3 separate regions of the Gossypium hirsutum genome follow, and all the other regions are linked to region 1. A link is a contact called in public Hi-C data. All regions are on one chromosome and are shown on one strand. The core of a region is the stretch at or near the end of the contact, and the rest is flanking DNA. Distances in the headings are between cores, read along the strand shown. Region 1 holds the start of LOC107952077 (long chain acyl-CoA synthetase 4). Region 2 holds the start of LOC107952072 (probable GABA transporter 2). Region 3 holds the start of LOC107952070.

Region 1 (3,518 bases), core at 325-2,824:
CTCAAGAAGAAATACCTAAAGTGTCATATAAAGGAACACAATAGAGTCCATGAGCGTTGCAGGCCTGTATCAACCTTGCAACATTAGTAAACATTTCGGGCAACAAGCAATCTGGTAGCAAATAGTATGATCCAAAGAAACAAGTTATAGCGACATCTAAGTAACTTGAGATGTCCACTGTGCAAATCAGATGAAACATGCCAGAATGATCATACCTCCATGCTTATTATCCATTCTGGGCAATTGGCACCATAAATACCACACTTTCCTCCCTGTAAGCAAGAATAGAAAGCTTAACATTATTTTTTTTAAAAACGCATCAATTGTGGGTGGATATTGACCCCAGAAATAGTATATTTGTTATAAAAAAAATTGACAATAATTTTACAATTAAAAAGAGAAAAAGAAGTTAAAGCATTACTTCCACAACATCACAACTTCGGATGGAATTCCCAACTTTTATTACAATGTCATAAACTTCTCTGTAAGTTTGCCACACGTATTTTCCAGCCTGCAATCAAAGCAGGTCAATTTAGATACATGAACTAAAAGTCAAAGGCAGCACTACAAACAGAACGCAAAAGTAACAAGAAAAAAGGAAACTGCAGCAGCAACATACTTTCCCATCCACAATCTGTCGGCGACCAAGCATACGGTTGTCAGGATATTTCTCAACTGACATACTGCAAGGAGAAAATGAAATCGAAATCATCATCCTCAAATAAAACATTACTTTTTCGTAAATAGGAGTTGTCATACAGTTAGTTAGCAAGTTCAATCAGCCCGTATCTACGATTCAGCTAAGTTATAAGGAGGCAATATTTTAATCTCCACATGACAGAAGCATCAAAACCAAAATAATTACTACTATTAAACAATTTATTTCACAGTTTTACATTGAGTTGAATGAAAGCCATCGATCTTTCAGCTATAAGAATGGAAATACCAGTAACTCGATTCTTGCTCTGTGTGAGCGTTAAAATTCAATAGTTTCAAATATTAGGCGTTTCGATCTGCATATAATTTTCTCATAGGATCCTTAAAAATACGTTTCTCGATTTCATCGCCACTTCGGCGCGAAATAAAAAAATAACACAGCCAACAAATTAAAAGAAAAATCTACTCAACTTAAAAAAGGGGAAGTAAAAATTCAAAAAAAATGGCAACTATTTCGAAAGCCATCTGAAATCAAAGCAAAGAATAGAAGAAGTCAAATCTTCTCCTAGTTTCCTTATTTTCTTAGCAGCCAAGCAAGAAGCTTAAAGTAAAAAAGAGAAAGCTAAAAACGAACCGGAAAATGTCCCAGCAACTCTCCATTCCAGGAATCGGAGCAGGGAATCCATTAGCAGCGAAAGAACTGCGATAAACAGGACCGATCGACGGCTGTCCATCGCTGGCGTCTTTACCTTTCTCTACCTCTATTACAAAATTATTTCCAGCCATTTGATCAAAATGTCCAAAATCAAACGATCCTTAGCTAGCTTTCCCTTTTATATATTCTCTCTTACAGCTCTCAATATATATGGAGGGCTCTGAGAGTGAAATGTGGAGAAGAATCTTGAGAAAATATATAGCGCCTAATTATTAGGTGGCTGTAGGTGACCGGTAAGAACGCTGTTTCTTTTTTATTATTAATTTTTATTTTTTTTTTAAGCTTGGGCAAGTATTTATACTGTAATATTAATAAAATATATATATTACTCAAATTTTGTATGAATTAAAGTAATATGTACTAAATAAATCAATTTATTTTTAATTTTTATTTATTATCCAGTTAAATTTATTTAATAAAATTAAAATATTTATATAATTTTCTGCTAATAAAATATTTAGGGCTTTGAAAATCACATAATTTAACATTTCATTTATTTTCAAATAATTTAAGTCAAAGTTTATAATTATAAATTAAGTAAATTTTATTAATAATAAAAATAAATTTAAAATTTTTAAAAATAATAATAACCAATTCTTTATTTAAATTATAATTATTAGGGTTCTACTTTTAAAACTAGTTCCAACTTTGTACAGGAGAAGAGCAAAATTAAAAGGTCAAAGAAGGACCACTTTGGATCTGTGGTGTGTCAGACAGTTCAGTTCGTATTAGATTTTAGTTTTTGATAAGCTGGGCTCACGATTGGAGGTTTTTTCTCAAATATTACTTTTTTTATTTTATTATTTATCAAAATATTTTTTTGTAATTTTTTCTTATTTCTCAATTTTTTTTTTATATTTGGACTTCGGCACTTATTGAAGATAGTATTATATTTGAATTGATTTTTTTATCCATTCAATGGAATGTATTAATTTAATTTTTGTTATATTATATTTATTTACTAAGAAATAGTTCAAATTTTACATATATTGAAAAGTTAAAAGATAAATAATAATTGTATAAGTTAAGAATGCATAATATTTAATATATATTAATTTTATTCGAAAAAATATTTTTAATTAACTTTTTAATTTTAATATTAATTTAAACAAAAAAATCAAATTAACTATCAATAAGAAAGATGGTAATATGGGATATAACAAATTTAAATATTTGAATTTGAATTTTTTTAATATTTTTAAAATAATCTAATTACCTTTTTTTAATATTCAAAATTAAACATTAATATGTTTTAAAATTGAAAAAATATTTTTTAGCATTTTAAATAACTTATTTTTTGAATATTTAAATGTATTTAATGTTTAAAAGTATTTATTACATTTTTATAATTAAAAAGATATATTATCAATTTCAAAATATAAATTATTTTTTTTCAATGTTCCTTATTATTTAAGTCCTTGTAACTTTTATTGTAATATCATAAAATTATCAACAGCTTTCATAAGGATTTTGTATAATTTTAACATCAATTTATAATTATTATTTTTTGTTTAGAACATTTATTTCTATAAATAATAATTTTTAATTAAATTATGAACTACATAAAATGTTGATGTGTCAAGTAAAAACATTATCCATTTATCATCATTTAAAACATGCCAACTTAAAATTATTTTTTTAAAGATGTTTATAATATTGTGGGATTGCTTGACACGAGAGTCAGTGGTGGTAAAACTGATGTGATTATTGCTAATCTGGATTTTCAATTTTCTTATCTGATTGAGGCTATTAGTTTTTTCGAGAGTATTTGAATTGGGTGGAAGGATTCTATTAGAGTTGAAGTGGTTTGCAGTCACTTTCAATTTGTTCTAATTCGGATTTTCAATAACTCCTTCCAAAGATCAATATTAGTTTATTTTGTTTATGGAAGCCCAAATAAGCAAAAGAGAAGGTCTGTATTCTATAATACCAACTTCATATGTTCCATGGATGGCAATAAGGGATTTCAATGTCATTCTTTCAATTAGTGAGAAGAAGGGAGGGCGGAGAGAAGGGAAAAGGTGTTCTGCTTTCGACAATTTTGTAGAGACTGCATAGCTTTATGATATTGGTTTCTAAGGATCTGTTTTCACTTGGCAAAAAGGTGAGATCTTTAAGAGACTTGATAGAGCCGTTTACAATGATA
Region 2 (3,303 bases), core at 541-3,040, 300 kb before region 1:
GATTCTTATTTGCCAAAGCAATAAATTTATATTAATATATGTTTATCGTTGTTATTAATAATTTGCTTTATTGAGGGCGGCATTGATAAAGCATTATTTTTGATTCGGCATTGTTGTCCAAACCCACCACCAATATATATATATATATATATATATTTACTTTTAAATCATGTCGACATGTATAAATAATTAAATTTGGTAATACAAGTATTTCTATTGCATTTTTGTTAAATAGTAAACATCTATATTTATAAAAAAAATTTAAATTTTACTATTATTCTTTTATATTATATATAAGTTGTAGATTCAATTTTTATATTTTAATTTGTTAATTTCAATCCTTATATTTTTTGAGTTTTTTAATATTAGTCCAAATCCAAATGGTAGACATTAAAATTTTTTAGTTAAATTTTATTTTAAAAAATAATTAACTTTTACTATTTACTAAATCTTATACAACATGCATATTATTATATGTGTAATATTATGTCGACTTATTATTTTTACATATAAAAAATCATATCATTGTAGTTAAAGGATTTAAACGGCTACCAATTGAGTTAAGAATGACATTTGAGAAGAATAGGAACTAAATTGATGAGTTATACGTAGTATAGATAGTCTTAATAAATTTAAATGCTATTGTTTTACATGGATTAAAATTGAGAAAATTATAGTATAAGGACTAAACCTGTAACTGATGCAAAATTTGACCTTTACAATCTATAATCTATAATTAATAACAATAAAATAATTATATAAAAGTAGCGTTAACAAAGTAAGCTCGAGCCAATATGAGCTTGAGAAAATCCAAGCTCGAAAAAATCGGAACTAAAAAAAAACCTAAGCTCAAGAAAGCTTGATTTTGCAATGATCAACCCCCTAAACCTATTTAGATCGAGCTCGAGACCAATCCCATTCAAAACTCGAAAAAAATTTGATTAATCTCTAAGGCTATCTTTGTTTCATTGAAAATGACTTTTGAAAAATGGATTAACTTTTTGAAAAAATTGATATCTTTTAGTAAATTTTCTTGAAATTATTTGGTAAAAGTTAATATTAGTGAAACAAACAATGCATAAAAATATTTGTTATAAAATAAAATGGAAACATTATATTTTGACAATCACAACAATTTATTTTTATAAAAAGATAATATTTTATAACAATTGATATCATATATAAACTTAATAATAAACAATTACTCATTGAAACTCAATTTAAATTACATATATGAAAATAAAAAATAATATATTAAAGTTGAAAGAGATAAATAAAATAAAGTATAATTTTTAAAAAATATTTAAATTTATACAATTAAAATATTGGTTTGAAACAGTTAGATATCAACACTTTCCTAAATTCTTTTGAAGAAACTTTCCCTCGTAATACAACTTCTAACTACAATTTAAGATTTTAATTTAATTATAAAAATTTTCTAATTGTTTTAAATTTAATTGCGAATAATGTTGAGATTTATTTTAATTTTAATTTTAATTTTAATTTTGATAAAATAATATAATTATTTGGAAATGTATTTTTTATAAGGGCTAAATTTTAGGATCCACGTTCCAAAGAAATGCAACTAGTTTTTGTAAGATCTCGAATTCCATAGTCACGGAAACCAAGGAAACTTCTTGTATGGCCGACTCCCGGTAGGCTGTAGGAAAATAGAGAAAATAAAAAGACCAAAAAACCCTTACCTATCACCATATTTAATTCACACTTGGGTAGGCAGTCAGGTAATTTTCTCATACGAATTAATACAGAACCACAAGCAACATTGAAGACCTGTTGATTTTATATTTAGACGAACACATTCTATCACCCCCTTGTATGATGAATGATGATGTTTGTTCACTAATTTAGTGGATTCTTTTACGTCCTCGGGCGGCTAAGCTAAGCTCTCCCTTCATCGGGTCCTCCTTCCCCACGTGGTGGTTGCTACCGTGCGTTACTTCCCATAATAAATTAACCCTTCTTCTTCTTCTTCTTCTTTCAGAGGCACAATTAATGGCGGAGCCTCCAGAACGAGACCCGTTCCCGGAGTTCCGCCTGGATTCTGATGCCGGAGCTACCTTTGTTCTTGAATCAAAAGGTGAAGAATCAGAATCAGAATCAGAGCAAAATTATAAAGCCATGATATAACCAAATCGTTTTTTTTTTCTTTATAGGGAAGTGGTGGCATGCGGGGTTTCATCTGACGACGGCAATAGTGGGGCCGACAATTCTGACACTGCCGTACGCGTTCAGGGGACTAGGTTGGGGCCTGGGTTTCTTATGTTTAACGGTTTTAGGATGCGTCACTTTCTACTCTTACTATCTCATGTCCAAGGTGCTTGAGCACTGTGAAAAAGCCGGCCGCCGCCATATCCGCTTCCGTGAACTCGCCGCCGACGTTTTAGGTAGCGACCGACATAAATTTTCCTTTATTTCGGTCATGCAATATTCGTTCCGTGTTAGCCGGTTGCATTTTCGCTTGCGGTTCGGTATTCATTTTCAGTAATTATTAGATTTTGTAAAGCGTAGAAGTTGGATCACATATAAACTAATGGAAAATGATTACTGTCTTACAGTGACATTCCAAGTTCGATGATATCATTCCTAGAATAAAAAGAAGGTTGACTTTTTTCCATTTCGATTTTGGCAATTCACATTATACAAGTTGTATACGTGTCTTTACCTAATAGGTTAGGATAGGTGATTCTGAAAGAGTTCTTGCAATTAGGACAGAACTGAACCCAGTGTTTAGTTCCGTGGTTAAAGATGTTAAAAGGAGACGACAATGTTTCATGCAGGGTCTGGTTGGATGTTTTATTTTGTTATATTCATCCAAACCGCTATCAATACAGGGGTTGGCATAGGGGCAATTTTGCTTGCAGGGGAATGCCTCAAGGTATGGTCCTCCAATCCATCTATTAATTCCATTTGGAAGTTATATGAGCTATGAATATGACATATAATAGCAACTTCGATCTCATCAAATACATTTGAAAATTAAATTTCCATCTTCTAGCATGGTCCAATGGCTAGCTCTAGTTCGAAGATGTGACTTGAATATGGGGTAAAATTGGGTCATTTATTGCTATTCTTTTATGTTTTTCTAATTTTGCCTGTTTTTGGTTTTTGGAAAGATCATGTATGAAAACCTTTCTCCAAATGGATCATTGAAGCTGTATGAGTTTATAGCAATGGTGACAGTGGTGATGATAGTTCTCTCTCAACTTCCTTCCTTCCATTCCCTCAGACATATCAATTTTGCTTCCCTTATTCTCTGCTTGGGGTACACTTTCCTTATGGTTG
Region 3 (3,417 bases), core at 820-3,319, 350 kb before region 1:
GATATTTTTGTTAAAATATAATTTTTAAAACTAGACCGGTGGTTGAATAAGTTAACTACCACGTAATTATTTTTTTACATTATTTTGTCACATCAATTATCCACTTAACAATTCGTTAGATGTTGACCGGAAAACAGATTCAAACGATTGAATTGGGTGAAACTTATAATTAAGAAGGAAATTAATTGGGTGATTTGAGGATGGATTTAATTAATTTACTAACACGTAATTGATATTTTAGGTAATAAAGAAAAAGGTATGAGATGGTCAAATATACAGAGGTTTGTGTGAAGAGAGTTATTTTATTTTCCTTGAGGAAACGTTCAACCATTTTATGTTATTATCACATCTCTATACTAATAAATAAAAGCAACTAAGCAAAGGGAAAAGATTCTGATTTATTTAAGAGTATATAACCTTGTCTCCCGTAAGAGCTTGTAGACAAAAAAGAAAAAAGAAGCTTAAGTTTGACTCCATTTAATTCCAAGAAAATTAAAATTAATAACACACCCACCAAAAATAAAAGTAGCACTAATTGCCTCATCTTTGCTTTCTGATTTCACCTTATGGATGGTCTAATGTCAAGACCATATTGTTAGGAGGGATAATCACGGACCCGAACATAGACCGTAAAACAGACATAAAGTATATATAAAAAATTATTAATTTAAATTATACTATTTTTAAAAAAATTTACCTCAAACATTTTATCACACGTGTAATACAATTTTAACTCATAATTTTCACATAATACTTACAAAAAACCAAGCTTATTTTTAATTAACAAATTTAATTGCTACCATTTGAGTTAAGATTAAAATTTCAAAATTCGTTAAGTATAGGGACTAAAAAAGATTAAATTGAAGAACATGAACTAAACCACACAATTAATGTGGGACTAATAGCAAGATTTAACCTAATTTATTTAACTATTATCATTTGAGTCAAGATTAAAATTTCAAAATTTGAAAAGTATAATGATTAAAATTGACTAAAATAAAATTTAAAGACTAGATATATAACTTACTCATAATATAGAGACTAATAACAAAAATTTGACCAATTACTAAATGTGATACAACTTCTATTTTAAGTTTTGGCTAAATTCATGATTTAGCTCCAGATGTATACCCATTTTGCCACTTTTGTACTTAATTTTTATTTTTATTTTTACAATTTGATACTTAAAGTATCAATTTCCTCTATTTTCAATCTATTTGGTAACTACCGTTAGGCCACTTTGGCCAATGGAAAAGTGCCACATAACTTGTTCTTGATCAATGAAAAAATTCCATGTGGCAATTAGATTTATTTAAATTAAAATATTAAATTTAAATTAAAAAATAAAAAACTATAATATTAAATATTTAAATATTAAAAAACACTGTTAACTTTGATCAACCATTGACCGAGTTGATCGAGTGTTGGTCTAGCATATGTCACTATTAGAATATGTCACATGTTTTTTTTAATATTATATATATTATATTGATTAAAAAAAGTAAAAAAAAATTATATATAATACAAAATAATATATAACAATTGAAATTGTTATAAAAATTTAAAAAATATATTTAAATTTCAAGTAATTACAAAGAAATCTTGAAATTTAAGTATAATTTCATAAAAAAAATTATTTTTATAATTTTTACAATTTCTTTTAAAAATTCTTGTAATAATATTATTAATTCCAATTAATTCCTTTTCAGTTATCTTATTTTATTATAAATTTTCTATAATTTATATTTTTTTTCTATTTTTTGTATTTTTTAAATGTATATATATATTTAATAAAAAAATATTTGTTTTTTACATGAAGTCAAACATGTGGTGTATCAAAAATAAGTAAAAAGGAGGCATACTTTTGGTATTAAATTGATGAAAAAAATATTTAAGTACAAAATTAAAAAAAATGGGTATACTTCAAAATTTGTGTAGGATCAGTTCAATACTTCAATGGTAAACGTTGATTTCTTCTTCGAAAACAAATCATGTCAGTCTCAGACCCATTGAATTACTTTCTTCGAACCAAAGAAAGCCAGGTTTGCTCTTCCATGGCAGCCTTTTCCAAAGAAACTTCGACACGTCATCGTTTTGGGCCCCCTTCTTCTAACGACTAAACCCACCACTGAAACTACAGATTGTGACTTTTTGTATTTTTTTCTTTCCCTCCAAACTTCTGCTTTAGTCTTTTACCATGAAACACAGATTCTTTGACTTTTTAAACATTAGTCGTCTCTCAAAAACACAATTTTGAAGCCAAAATTAAGATACCTAAAGCTTGGTTTATCTCTTTTGGGATCTTTTAGTTTTGTTTTTCAATGGCTGAAGAATCAAAAGCTCGGTTAGTTCGTTGCCTGAGGTGTGATAGTCTTATAAAGGAGCTTCCTCGGTATTCTTTCTTCAAGTGTGGTTCTTGTGGTGCTGTTCTTCAAGGTTAGAATTCTCCTTTAACAGTTTTAAACTTTTTATTATGTTGGTTTCTCTGCAATTAGATAGACTGTATCTGAGAGAAATTTGCTGCTTTTCTTTGAAAATACAGCAAAGAAGAAAGAACAGGTGAGTAATGTGAGGGAACATAGGCTTAATCCTGGTAGAATCGAGAAAAGAGATGGATATGTTGATGATTATATGTCACAATCAAAGAATCCAATGAATAATTGGGCTCATCAAAGGCATGATCATCATGATTTGAACATTAACAGGTCTAGATCTGTTAATTCAAGTAGGGAGAGCAAATTTGGGGTTTACTCGCCCAGATTAGATAACTTGAGTAGGTCTTTGAGGTTGAAAGGTGTGGATAGAGATGGGTTTGGAGGGTTTTACAAAAGGAGCCTGGAAGCAATAGATGAGGGACCTTCAAGTTATAGGTCTGCTTCAGCCTATGGCTACTGTAAACCAGTGAAGGGATTTGAATGTCTAGATGTGCCTAATGGGGTTCGAAATTTCGAGAAGGATCGAGCTCAGGTGCTTAAGAAGCTGGATGAGTTAAAGGATCAACTGAGTAGGTCTCATGATATGCCCCAGAGACCTAGGGAACTGGTTCCGAGTTATAACAAGATGGACTCAACTGACCATCTTGGTAGTTCTATTGGGATGTCTTCGGCTCATCTTCGGTCTGGACAGTATCATTATTCAATGAATAATGATGAAAATGTGGTGAACTTCTATGGAAACTACCATTCAGTTTCGAAGCATGCTCGTCCTCACCCTCAGCAAAGGACTTATGGCTATGAGCATCATCTTGCATCATATATGAATCAAGAGGAAGCCTTGTATCACCTCACTGCATGCTCATGTTTATATTGCTATGACAAAAACCGGAAAGGCCCTTTGCGAGTTACACCAGCTGCTTTTGGCAACAGAGGTTCTTTGAAAGACCCTTGCAATTCTACTTCGAATCATTATGTGAGTTCT

Evidence for each region. A called contact is a pair of places that touch in the nucleus more often than the background predicts.
Region 2: a Hi-C map of callus shows a contact between it and region 1, with 5 times the contacts expected there. The contact joins the promoter of LOC107952072 here to the promoter of LOC107952077 in region 1. A contact is called at or near these places in 2 of 34 Hi-C or Micro-C datasets (callus and leaf).
Region 3: a contact with region 1 is called in a Hi-C map of leaf, with 2.6 times the contacts expected there. The contact joins the promoter of LOC107952070 here to the promoter of LOC107952077 in region 1. A contact is called at or near these places in 2 of 34 Hi-C or Micro-C datasets (both in leaf).

Annotation. Positions count from the first base shown.
Region 1 is chrA02:46,858,268-46,861,785 of Gossypium_hirsutum_v2.1, reverse strand. LOC107952077 (long chain acyl-CoA synthetase 4) reads right to left here and starts at 1,574. Exons shown (of 19, transcript XM_016887322.2): 1 at 1,292-1,574; 2 at 620-683; 3 at 422-511; 4 at 216-272; 5 at 16-64. The coding sequence starts at 1,443.
Region 2 is chrA02:47,162,829-47,166,131 of Gossypium_hirsutum_v2.1, reverse strand. LOC107952072 (probable GABA transporter 2) reads left to right here and starts at 1,790. Exons shown (of 7, transcript XM_016887319.2): 1 at 1,790-2,098; 2 at 2,175-2,405; 3 at 2,853-2,896; 4 at 3,135-3,303. The coding sequence starts at 2,014.
Region 3 is chrA02:47,204,372-47,207,788 of Gossypium_hirsutum_v2.1, reverse strand. LOC107952070 reads left to right here and starts at 2,069. Exons shown (of 5, transcript XM_041085628.1): 1 at 2,069-2,436; 2 at 2,543-3,417. The coding sequence starts at 2,322.